Linked DNA regions of Mus musculus: region 2 is linked to region 1. The links are chromatin contacts, called in public HiChIP or PLAC-seq maps. All regions are on one chromosome and are shown on one strand. Each heading gives the region's core, a stretch centred on a gene start, on an enhancer-like site or on the middle of the called end of the contact. The rest is flanking DNA. Distances are from core to core; before and after follow the strand shown. Region 1 overlaps Syt9 (synaptotagmin IX). Region 2 has its middle 12 kb from the start of Cyb5r2.

Region 1 (5,760 bases), core at 1,728-4,227:
CCTAGAAGCCCAGTGTATTGCTTGTCTCGGGATATGAGAACTGTCCCATTCAAATCCCTCTGGACCAGCTAAAGACAAAGCTTTTCAGTGTGGGGCTTACTGGCCAGGCTGTGTGGGATTTCAGCTATGCTATAGGACAACTCTCTGTGAAAGAATTCTGGGTGAGGCAGGGTTAGAATGTCTTCTCCAAATCCCATAACTCTCAAAAGTCATAGTTAATGCTATGTGAGAGGTGAGGTTTTTGGAAGGTAATTGGTCCCTTTGTCAGGGATGAAATTATCCATCATGGATTAACTGGTCAGTAGACTAATGGAAGAATGAGTTCTCTCTTGGTCACCTGTACTTCCTTGCTATATGATGAGTTTCCACAAACGAGGAAGCAGGCCTCTGCAGAGCCAGCACCCAGACCTTTGAGATGGGCCCTATCCTATGAGGAGAGAGGCCACGGGCAGAGTATGAGGGAAGCTCTTCATTATAGGTCACGGAATTGGAGTGAAAGGCCCTTATCCCTGGAGGTAGACAAGTCACAGCATTCCTGCAGTCCCTGTGCCTGTGAACTCTATGACAATCTTTTCTGATACTCTGATGGCGAGGTGGTACCAAACAATAGTGTTTCCTAGATGCTAATGCTTAAAGTCATTACAGACTTCCATATGTTCTTCATTTGGTGGTAAAGTCTCTGAACAGGTTATTTCTAAGCCCGTTCTGCTGTCAGCTCTTTTCTACCTAGTGACCAGGCACTGTATTCACAGTTTAAAACGAAGAGCCACGTTATGTGGCTATTTTCTCTTGTGTCTGTGGAGGGTGGAAAATTTTGATCAGGAGCTGTGTCAAATGTAAAGGCTTGTCACTGTTCATCATAGGTCCATGTTCACATATAAGGTACACACTCAGGAGCAGCTGGATCCAGAGGTTCAATATCATCAGGTCTCATTACTTTCTCTACCTCTCAGGTTGGCTTTCCTTTGTTTGGCCCCTTTCTGGAATTGAGTTCTAATGTTTAGAAGTCAAGATAGCTGCTAGAAACTTCACACTAGCACCTCACAGCTCCAACTGCAGTGCAGAAGTGTGGCATTTTAAATGGGTGTTGTTCCAATAGGACCCTTGGACCTACACTAGGTCATGGCCTAAAGCAATCCTGGAATGTGCTAAGTGAAGGGGACAAAGACACTTCTGGAGCCCTTAGGTTTGGTTATCTTCTTCCAAATACTTGTACGGAGGGTGACAGAGGCTGAGCTTTGTTCTGTGGGGAAATGAGACCCTTTTATCAGAACAGGAGTGCTGCACTCACAACATCCAACCTTTTCCCATTGCAGGCTAAGGGAACTAAGGAAGACCAGGTGCTGCTTTAGAAGACCAAGCCTTCGCATCTACAACATCAGAACTGATCAGAATATATTTTAGAAGACATTAGTGGGGGTGGGGAGGCACTACAGAATATAGCGCAGCTCTAAATTAAGGGGGAAAAAAACTCCATTAGCTTTTAAGATTTTAAAAACAAAGGGTTTTTAGTTCCCCGGTTTTACTGCACTATTGTTCACTATGCATCCTACTGGGTTTGGAAATTATGGTGATATGGAAGCAGATGATTAGGTGGGGGGAAGAAATAGCAAGATCAAAACAACTGAAAGTAAATTAGCAAAGCTCCTTACGTCACAAAGCTTTTGGGAATGTGAGGTCTCTGGGGCGGTGAGTCAATGCCAGCAGGGTAGAAACAAAAGAATTTTCCTGAGGATTCCTAGGCTTTGTTTTCATCTCACATTGTTAAGTGAAGCAAGTAATACTAACACCGAGGGGAAAAGAATTCTTAGAGCCAGCATAATTGTATGATCCCTAATCGTGCAAGACCCGGTTGAGCTCTGAGGTACAGACATGTCTTCTAAATGGCTGAGACGTGGGACTGCAAAGTGTGAGGAGAGTTAGTATATCTGCATGCTCTTTCCAGGGACACTGTAATAGAAGAAACAAAGCAGAGGTCAAGTATAACAGCTACAGGCTGAGAGCTTGATGGTTATAACAAGTGTCAGCTTGACAGGATCTAGAATTTCCTGGGAGACAGGTATGTCTGAGAGATGATCTAGTTTAGGCCAATTGAGGCAGGGAGAGCCATGTGAAAGCAGCCAGCCAATACCATTCATCTCTGTTTCCTTACTCTGGAAGCACTTCGAATTTCCCCTGCCACACCTCCCTAGTTGTAAGGTTAGGAGTTAGCCAAATAAACCCATTGTCTTAGCTAAGGTTCCTAAGACTATGAAGAGACACCAGACCACAGCAACTCTTATAAAGGAAAATATTTAACTGGGGCTGGCTTATAGTTTCAGAGGTTTACTTCATTATTATCATGGAGGGAAGCATGGTGGCATACAGACAGATGTGGTGCTGGAGAAGTTCTACATCTGGCAGGTAGCAGGAAGAGAGAGATACTGGGCGTGGCTTGAGCATTAGAAACCTCAAAGCCCACCCCGAAGTGATTCACTTCCTCCAACAGGGGCGCATAAAATAATCCTTTCAAACAATGCTACTCCCTATGAGCCTATGGGCACCATTTCCATTCAAAGCATCTTGTCCCTTCCTTCCCTCCATGCTTGTCTCAGGTGTTTGGTCACAGTAACAAAAACCACAACTAACACAGTGAGAAAGTGAGAGGGAGAACCTTTCCCAAAGCGTCCTGTGCGGTCCATCCACTCTGGATGGCTATGATGGTTATACTCTAGCAGCAGTGGTGTGGAAGAACACTGTGTCTAAAAGCTCTGTCTGGAACCAAAAGTCCTGTTTCAATCTCGTCTGCCTTTGTGATGATGATAAACACACACACACACACACACACACACACACACACACACACACCCCAGCTGCTTACAGAATAAAGCATGGCTGCTGCTCTGACAAACAAGTAAAGGATACTGCTTTGTCTTCTCACACCAGGTGAGGGGGAGGAGCTCCTTGTATGCTGTGCCCAAGACAGAGCCCCAGGGGCAGAGTTAGCAAGCGGCAGCACATTATACACCTCAAGGTTAACCAAGACCGGCTTCTCATCACCTCTACCACAAAGGAAAGCAACAAGGCCAGGTCCAAAGTTACTGATTCGAGACCTGACAAGACTGAAGAGGGTCACACAGAAAGACTAGGACAGACGGTCCACTCAGCCTGCTTGCTTTGCCACTCATCTGCTGGTGACAGTGAACACACTATGTAAGGCTCAGTTTGTTTTGTGGGAGACAATACTGTTTGCCTGTTTATAGGCTGCACTCTTTACCTTTCTTGTTACTGTGACACAGTATTTAGCAAAAGCAACCTAGGGGAGGGCAGGCTTATTTTGGCTTTCAGTTTGAGAGGACACAGTCTTTGCGGAACACCAGATACTGGGTGACACTGTGTCCGCAGCCAGGAAGCAGAGATGAATGTTGGTGTTCACTCTTTCTTTCCCTTTTTTATTTAGGCCAAATCCTGAGTCCATGGGATAGTGTCACTCACACTTACATCTGGGTTTACTTTGCTCAGCTAAATCTTCCTGGAAAACTCCCCTTTAAAGAGACACCTAGTGTTAGCAACCCTTCTAGGCTCTGCCCCACAGTTACCTGGCAACAGCCAGGTATGCCTGGCTTAGTATAAGCCAGTTCATTCTCTCTGCTCTCTCTCTTACTCTCTGCTCTTTCTTTCCCTGACCCCCTTCTCTTCTTCCTTCTTCCTCATCTCTCTCCATGTGTTCCTGGCCAGCTTCTTCTTCCCCCCACCCCCTGCTCTCTCTCTTCTCCCTTCCCAACTCCCCTACCCATGTCCTAAATAAACTCTATTCTATACTATATTTGTCGCATTGGTACTTTATGGGGAAGGGATACCTCAGCATGGGCCTAATGAGGCACCTCCCCTCCCACCTCACCATACCATGCCTCTATCAAAACATATCCTGGCCTCTTTATTTTATAAAACACAACATCTAGAGACATGTCCCCTAGATGATTCCCAAGTTAGACAACTTGCCAATGGCGATTAAGCACCACACAGGGTGAAAGCTCAATTGGATGATGTATATACATAGCATGATAAAGCGCCTTGGTGAGAGGAGGAATTTGGTGCAAGAATATTTACATTATATCATTGTTAATTCAAGGTATTGTTTTTAAAAACAAGGTGTTTTAGCTAGGGTTTTATTGCTGTGAAGAGACACCATGACCAGTGCAACTCTTATAAAGTAAAACATTTCATTAGGGCTGGCCTACAGGTTCAGAGGTTTACTCCATTGTCATCATGGTGGGAACCATGGCAGCATGCAGGCATGGTACTGGAGCAGCTGAGAGTTCTAAATATTGATCAGAAGACAGCCTAAGAAGACTGGATTCCACACGGGGCTTGGCTTGAATATTTAAGTCCTCAAAGCCCACCTACACAGTGATGTACTTTCTCTAACAAGGCCATAGATCTTCCAGTAAGGCCATACCTCCTAATAGTGCCACTCCCTATGGACAAGCATTTAAAGACATGAATCTATGGGGGCCAAACCTTTCAAACCACCACACCAGGCATATTGGCCTATGAGGATGGCAGGAGCCAGCACTGGAAAGAAGTCAGGACAGGAATGGAGAGACGCGGGCTAGGGTTTAAGGTGGTGAGAAGACAAGGGTACATCAGACCCGATGCTTATAAATGCTAGAGAGTGGGGAACCCCTCTCCAACAGGCTTGCCATGGTCTAGGGCTGAGGCTTTATCTTCTCAAACCTAGCACAGCCTGGTCACCCAGCAAGGCCACGCCAGGCCACGCCCCATTGATTTTCCTCTGGCTACTGCATCCTTCCTGCTGCTCTGCAGCCCCTTTCGTAGAACCTGCACCCTCTTCCCACCATCCACAGACTTCCTGTGGTTCTCATCATTCATCTCATCTGGTCTCCTCTGTATCTTTAGTACTTTATTATAGTCCTATGTATATTTCCTTATCTTTACTGGAGCCTGGTTCTTTCTATGAGTCACAGCTCTCTGTGGCCCATTTCAGAAGGCCTCCAGACTCTGCCATCTCTGGGTGGGGCTGTGAGGATGTCGCTCTTTCTCACAGCCTTTGCTGCTCTGTCTTAACATACAATGTCCCCCCCACACCCCCTCAATCTTTTATCTCTCCTCTCTGTTATCATTCCTTGAGGACCAAGGCCCTTGTGCTCTTGGTTTTCCTTTCCAGACCAAGCCCTGCCGCTGTACCACTCTAGTAAAGCAGGGCTTGTTGGTATTTTATCCTTGAGCTAACTCACCAGGCATCCTGGCCAGCAGACTGGGGAAGCTGTAGAGGCCTGCCCTCATACTCACTGTGCCTACTGAAGAATTCTGTCCGAGGGTTTATGAAAGGTGAGTTATTTTGAGAGAATTCTGTGTTCTGTTACAAAGCAGGTTATGCTAGTTTATCAAACTACTTCAGTAATTCTGAAAAGAGAACTCTGTGTGACACAATGTCAGGGACACAATGGGTGTCGATGCCATTTTCAGGAGAGTTGACGCAGAATAATCAGGGTATGAGATGGGAAGTAAAGCATGGTGCCTTACTGAGGCCAGGGCCCTCATGAAGAAGAACGCTTTCTTCCTCAGAGCAGGAGGTATGTGCTGCTGCCCTGTTCTTCTACCTTGTGGCAGGACACAGCGGGGATGAGTACCCGTGCATGAGGACCTAAGATCTGCTTGTAGGGACAGTGCGCACATCTAGCAGGGGCCATCAAAGGCAAGAGAGCCTCAAGCCAGCCCCTCATCTAAGCAAGGCCTCTGCAGGATCAAGGCTGCTCT
Region 2 (6,004 bases), core at 1,025-3,524, 240 kb before region 1:
ATTCTGATTGGTATTTGGTGGAATCTCAAGGTCATTTTGATTTGCATTTCTCTGATGACTAAGAACTTTGAACATTTCTTTAAGTGGTTCTTGGCCATTCGAGATTCTTCTGTTGTGAATTCTCTGTCTAGCTCTGTACTCCATTTTTAATTGGGCTATTTGGTTATTTGGAGGTTAATTTCTTGAGTTCTTCATATATTTTGGATATTAGCCCTCTATCGGATGTAGGGTTGGTGAAGATTTTTTTTTCCAATCTGTAGGTTGCCAATTTGTCCTATTGACTATGTCTTTTGGCTTATAGAATCTTTTCAGTTTCATGAGGTCCCATTTATCAATTATTGATCTTATAGCCTGAACCATTAGTGTTCTGTTCAGGAAATTTGAGGCTCTTTCCCACTTTCTCTTCTATTCCATTCAGTGTATCTGGTTTTATGTTGAGGTTCTTGATCCAACTGGACTAGAGCTTTGTGCAAGGTAACAAATCTGCTGACCTGGAACTCACTACGTAGACCAGGCTGACCTCAAATTTTAAAAGGAACTACTTTTACTTTAATAACAGGAATTCTTTAAGTAGATGAGAAGTCTAACAAGCTATAATGGCTCAAAAATCCCATTTTTACCTCTAAAGCACACTGAGGTATTGTATTCCCTTCACCACAGGGATAGTATGAAGAGAAGTAGGTGATGGCTTCACTTTTGAAGTAAGTATCTACTAGAAAACCTGGTATTTCTGCTCTCTCCCAACACTTCTGGGGGCAAGGAAAAGTCATCTGGTAGCTTGAAAAGGTCTTTTCCGGATAGACTGGCTGTGATGACTAAGAATCATCTTGCCAAGTGTGGTGTTGTTTGATCCCATCATTTGGAAGGAAGATGTAGGTGGTTCAGGCTAGACAAGGCTACACAGAGACCCCTATCTCAAAAAAAAAAAAAAAAAAAAGTTCTGTATCTGTAGAGAACATTCTAAGTCATTTAAAGAAAATTCTCTTAAGAAGTAAATGAATGTTCCTGTGTAAAAAGCTTTGTCTTGATGTTTAGAAACGCTGCTTCTGGTGTGAAATAAGAGGCATGTCCTCCATTTCTAATTTCAGGACTTCGGTTTTCCTCTTGCTTCTGCATTAGTATTGGCCATGTATAGAACAAGGACCAAGATGGACAGCTTCACAGACTCTGAGGATCTCATCTTACTTGGGAAAGTGAGGTCTAATCAATATACCCCACATTATTCATCTCTCCTCAGTCCTTACCACAATAATTAACATACAGATTAAGGAGCTAAGTTAGCAGATAAAATATATCACAATATTCAGTCTATACGTTATATATCAAGGTTGAAGACCCACAAACCCCAGAATCATTAGAAAAGCTTGCCTGGTCCTGTTTGCAATCAGGAAGCTCTGACATAAGTATTTCTGCCAAGTGTACAACCCCCTCAGTCTCCTAGATATACCGTACCATTTTGTCTTCAGTTTTGATTTTAATTTTTGTTTGTTTGTTTTAATTTTTATTACATTTGTTTACCTAGTTTGTGTTGCAGTAAATCTCTCCAACCTAATTATGCCCCAGCAATGAAAACACAACACAGTTTATATGAATACATGCTGTGTGCCTTGATTGGGCAGATGTATAGCTATACTACCATCTTCCGCATCTATGAGAACCCTTAGAACTTGCAGTTTCTCCAGGCCACGTGCTTCTGCTCTGCTTTTCTTCTTCTTCCTCTTCCTCTGTGTCCTCTCTCTTTTCCATTTTCTCCTTCTTCTCTCCCTCTCACCTTCTGCCCCACCTTCCCTTCTATCTACCCAATCCTCAGCTCTCCTTTATTTTACAAATTAAGGTGGGAAGCAGGTTTACAGGAAATCACCTGAGTGGTGACTCATTCCTTGTTCAAAGCCACTCACAGGAGAATGGAATTAACATCAAATATAATTAGCCCCAGAGCTATCCACCACGTTTGTGTTTCTGTGTGCATGCAGATGCATGCATATGAAAGAGAGAGAGAACAACACAGAGACAGAGTATAAGAGAGAAAAACGTGTGCCCTGGCATATATCACCATCAGAGAAAAACTTGTAGGATTCGATTCTCTTCTTTTACCATGCGGATCCCAGGGATTATACTCAGGTTACCTGGCCTGGTAGCCAACATCTTTCACCACTGAGCCATCTCACCCACCCTTGTTTTGGTTTTCTTGAAGCAGGGTCTTATTATGTAACATAGGCTGTCCTAAAACTCACTATGTGCTCCAACCTGGCCTTGTCTTGAAATTCTTCTGCCTCCACCTAATGAATGCTGGTATCACATGCATAAGCTACCATGCCTGGCTTACCACACCACTTAAGGGACAATCACCTAGATCCCAGGCTGAGGACAGACTAACATCCATATATTTCCACGTGCATTCATGCCCTTGTGAACATTTCAGCCTGTATCTCCATGGCAACAAGACGAAAAGAATGTGTTTGCTGAGTCATTGGTCTTCCTTCCCACCGTGTCCACCAAAGGAGCCCTAACCTTTCTCTCCACAGTTTTCAACAGAAATCTTGGAGACTTCTACCCTGAGGGAAGAACTTGTCTCTCGCCATGGTATAAGTGCACGTGATACTCTACAGACTCGTGTTCAGGGTGACTGCAGATTCTCATCTCCCCCTCCCTTCCTCCTCCAAGTCCAACGCCCCAGTATCATTCCAGCTCTTTAATAGACTTTCCACTATGCACTTTCAGCATTCCCTACCCTCCCCCACCCCCCATTCCCAGAGTACTGGCTAAGCAGATCCTGATGAAACAACAAATTCCTCCCTCTTACAAAGCCCCTTAACCATGCTCAGGCCATCCCCATATCTAAGTCTCAGGTCCCAATACCCATAAATGCATTTAACCTGGAACTCCCAATGGTCACAACTGTCAAGAGAATATTTCCCTATGTGCAACACACAACCATAATTGTCTTCTAAACTCCAGAGAAGAAACAGAAATCAAGGATTTGGAAGCTGGGATAAAGTAATACAAGGGGAGTGAGAGATTAAATGAGAAAGCTCTGTGGGACCAGCTGGGGTGGCGCAGAGGAAAGGGAGGCCAAAGCAGATGTTCTGTTGTAGAGGATGAGACAAGGGGAATTGCTTTGGAGGAATGAAGAGAGAGGTGAGAGTATGAAGTTTTTATACCTGCTTCCCTGGCAGGAGCTGCCAATGTGTCTTCAGGGAACGCCTGCTGGAGTTGTGGGATGGGATAAAGCAAAGAGTTGGGGAGGAAGGTTAGGAGAGGAAGATCTGTGGGATCCACTAGAGATGAGGTGGGGGAAGATTGTTATAGGAATTCTGATGTAGAGATGGGGAATTGGACTTGGAGAAATGGAGCGAGATGTGAGGATCTGCAGTTAGCCTAACAGTTTCTCTGGCAGGAGTAGCCAGTGTTGGCAAGGAGTGCCTACTGGAGTTGGGTATTTGGATAAAGCAATGCATGGGGGGAGAGTGGTTAGGAGGGAAGATCTGTGGGATACACTGGACATGGGGGCAGAAGGAGAAAGGAGGCTGCAGTAGGTGTCCCATTGTAGAGCTGGGAATGAGAATGGGGGATTTGATTTGGAGGAGCAGAGGGAGAGGTGAAGGTCTGAACTTAGCCTACCTGCTTTTCTGACTGGAGTTGACTTTGATTTTCATCTGATGGCTTTGTATCAGAGTTCTTAGGATCAGAGCCTGGGTGTTCTCAGCTTTAACAACCTAGGCTTAACTACCCACCTTCAACAGACCAATTGAAGAAACCATTAGTAATGAATGTGGCCACACCAGGAAGACAAACTGTGAGGCCCATCTTTGGTTCAGGCTCCTGACATGAGGCTAACATTAAAAAAGAAGACAAGAGGTATGTGTAACTAAAGCAGACTTGGTCAAGGTGTGGCACAGGCATGTCATTGTCTTAGTTCCAGTTTTTCCTGCAAGATGATCTGACAAGTTGTCAGAACCATCAGAACTATGTCTTTTTCCCAAGCTTTGTTCCTGAAAGGATGGTTACATAATGGTACCCAGAGACAGATGCTAAATGATGCTTTGGGGAAAAGGACCATAATTGAGTCATGTGGGTTGAGATTTCAGTGTTGTACAGCCTAGGCTTTGTTAAAAACAAGTTGGGGGTTTGACATGGTGAAAGAGACAGAAACAATAGGAAGTGTACACCCTTTCTTCTGTTTTTCTTCCTGTTACTGGATCACCTGCTCTGCTCTTTTCTAGCCAAATACTTACCTGAAGCCTTTTTAGGTTATTATTACAATAGATAAAAAGCACCACTTTATGAGCCCACAAACCATGGAAGGAAATGAATAAAACAGTTCAAGACCTGAGAATGGAAATAGGATCAATAAGGAACACAAACTTAGGAAAAAGCAGAAATGAAAAATTTAGGAATTTGAACAGGAAACACAGAGGCAGGCTTTGCCAACAGAATACAAGCAATGGAAGAGATGATCTCAGAAGAAGCAGATAGAAGAAAATCAGATAGAAGATCAGTCAAGATAACGCTAAATCTAAAAGTCTCCTGGGGAAAAATCCAGGAAATCTGGGATACTAAGAAATAATAGAATAGAGAAAGGACAAGATTCTCAACTCAAAGGCCCAGAAAATATATTCAACAAAATCATAGAAAAAAATTTCCCTAACCTAAGGTAGGCATGGCCTATACATGTACAAGAGGTATACAGAACACCAAATAAATTGTACCAGAAAAGAAAGATCCCTCAGCACATAACGATCAAAACACTAAATGTGTAGAACAAAGAAAGAATATTAAAAACCTGCAAAGGAAAAAGATCATATATATAACATATAAAGGCAGACCTATTAGAATTACATCTTGACTTCTCAATGGAAACTCTAAAAGACAGAAGGGCCTGGACAGATGTGCTGCAGAATCTGAAACCACAGATTCCAGCCCAGACTGCTATGCTCAGAAAAACTTCAGTCATCATAGATGGTAAAAATAAGACATTCCATGATCGACCTAAAATTAAACAATATCATTTACAAATGCAGCCCTATTGAAGGTACTAGAAGGAAAACTCCAATCTTATCAGGTTAACTACAACCATAAAAACACAAAGAATAAATAATCTCATACCAGCAAAGTCAAAATAAGGAAAGAAACACACACACACACACACACACACACACATCCACAAACTTTCACTAATAGACAGATCACCATACAAAAACTAAGCAGAGAAGTGCTGGAGCTAAGTTATAAAGCAAAGGACTTAACAGATAGTTACAGAACATTTCACCCGAACCCAAAAATGTATACCTTCTTCTTAACACCTCATAGAACTTTCTTCAAACTTTACCACATAATTAGGCACAAAGCAAGTCTCAATAAACACAAGAAACCTGAAATAATATTTGTGGTGGTTTGAATAGATATGGCCCCCACAGAGTCCTGTGTTTGAATGCTTGGTCTTAGGAGTAGTACTATTAGGAGATATCAGCCTTAAAGGAGGTGTGTCTCTGTGGAGGCAGGTTTTGAGGTGATATATACTCAAGCTATGCTCAGTATGGCACACTGGCCCCTTCTGTTGCCTATAGATCATGATCTATAATTCTCAGCTCCTTCTCCAGCACTGTGTCTTCCTGGGCACTGCCATGCTTCCCACTATGATGAAAATGAACTGAACCTCTGAAACAGTAAGCCAGCGCCAATTAAATGTTTTCCTTTATAAGAGTTGCCTTGATCATGGTATCTCTTCATAGCAATAAAACCCTAATTAGGACAACATCCTACATCTTATCTGACCCCCACGAATTAAAGCTGGACATCAACAATAACAAAAATGACAGAAAGCTTACAAACTCAAAGAGAGTGAACAACTCTCTACTAACCAAAAAAAAAGGGTGGGGGGGGGTCAAGACAGAAATTAGAAAATAAGTCAAAGAGGGTCTAGAATTGAATGAAAGTGAATACTAAATGTTCCCAAATGTATGGGACCACAATGAAGGTGGATCTAAGAGGCAAGTTCATAACA

What was found. HiChIP or PLAC-seq counts read pairs in DNA pulled down with a chosen protein or histone mark.
Region 2: a contact with region 1 is called in an H3K27ac HiChIP or PLAC-seq map of embryonic stem cells, with 9 read pairs. The contact joins two enhancer-like sites. A contact is called at or near these places in 1 of 484 Hi-C or Micro-C datasets (the N1E-115 cell line), 2 of 115 datasets of contacts at active chromatin or transcription factors (both in embryonic stem cells) and 2 of 9 other capture datasets (adipose tissue and liver).

The regions. Positions count from the first base shown.
Region 1 is chr7:107,532,683-107,538,442 of GRCm38.p6, reverse strand. All of the region lies in intron 6 of Syt9 (synaptotagmin IX), which reads right to left. Among named protein-coding and RNA genes, the nearest start is that of Olfml1, 32 kb to the left of the region's middle. Within about 2 kb of position 2,977, at least 8 of the 459 cell types and tissues checked have an H3K27ac peak or open chromatin away from gene starts, as enhancers often do. A contact at or near this core is called in embryonic stem cells, where this site is marked.
Region 2 is chr7:107,767,456-107,773,459 of GRCm38.p6, reverse strand. No RefSeq gene overlaps it. Among named protein-coding and RNA genes, the nearest start is that of Cyb5r2, 12 kb to the right of the region's middle. Within about 2 kb of position 2,274, at least 8 of the 459 cell types and tissues checked have an H3K27ac peak or open chromatin away from gene starts, as enhancers often do. A contact at or near this core is called in embryonic stem cells, where this site is marked.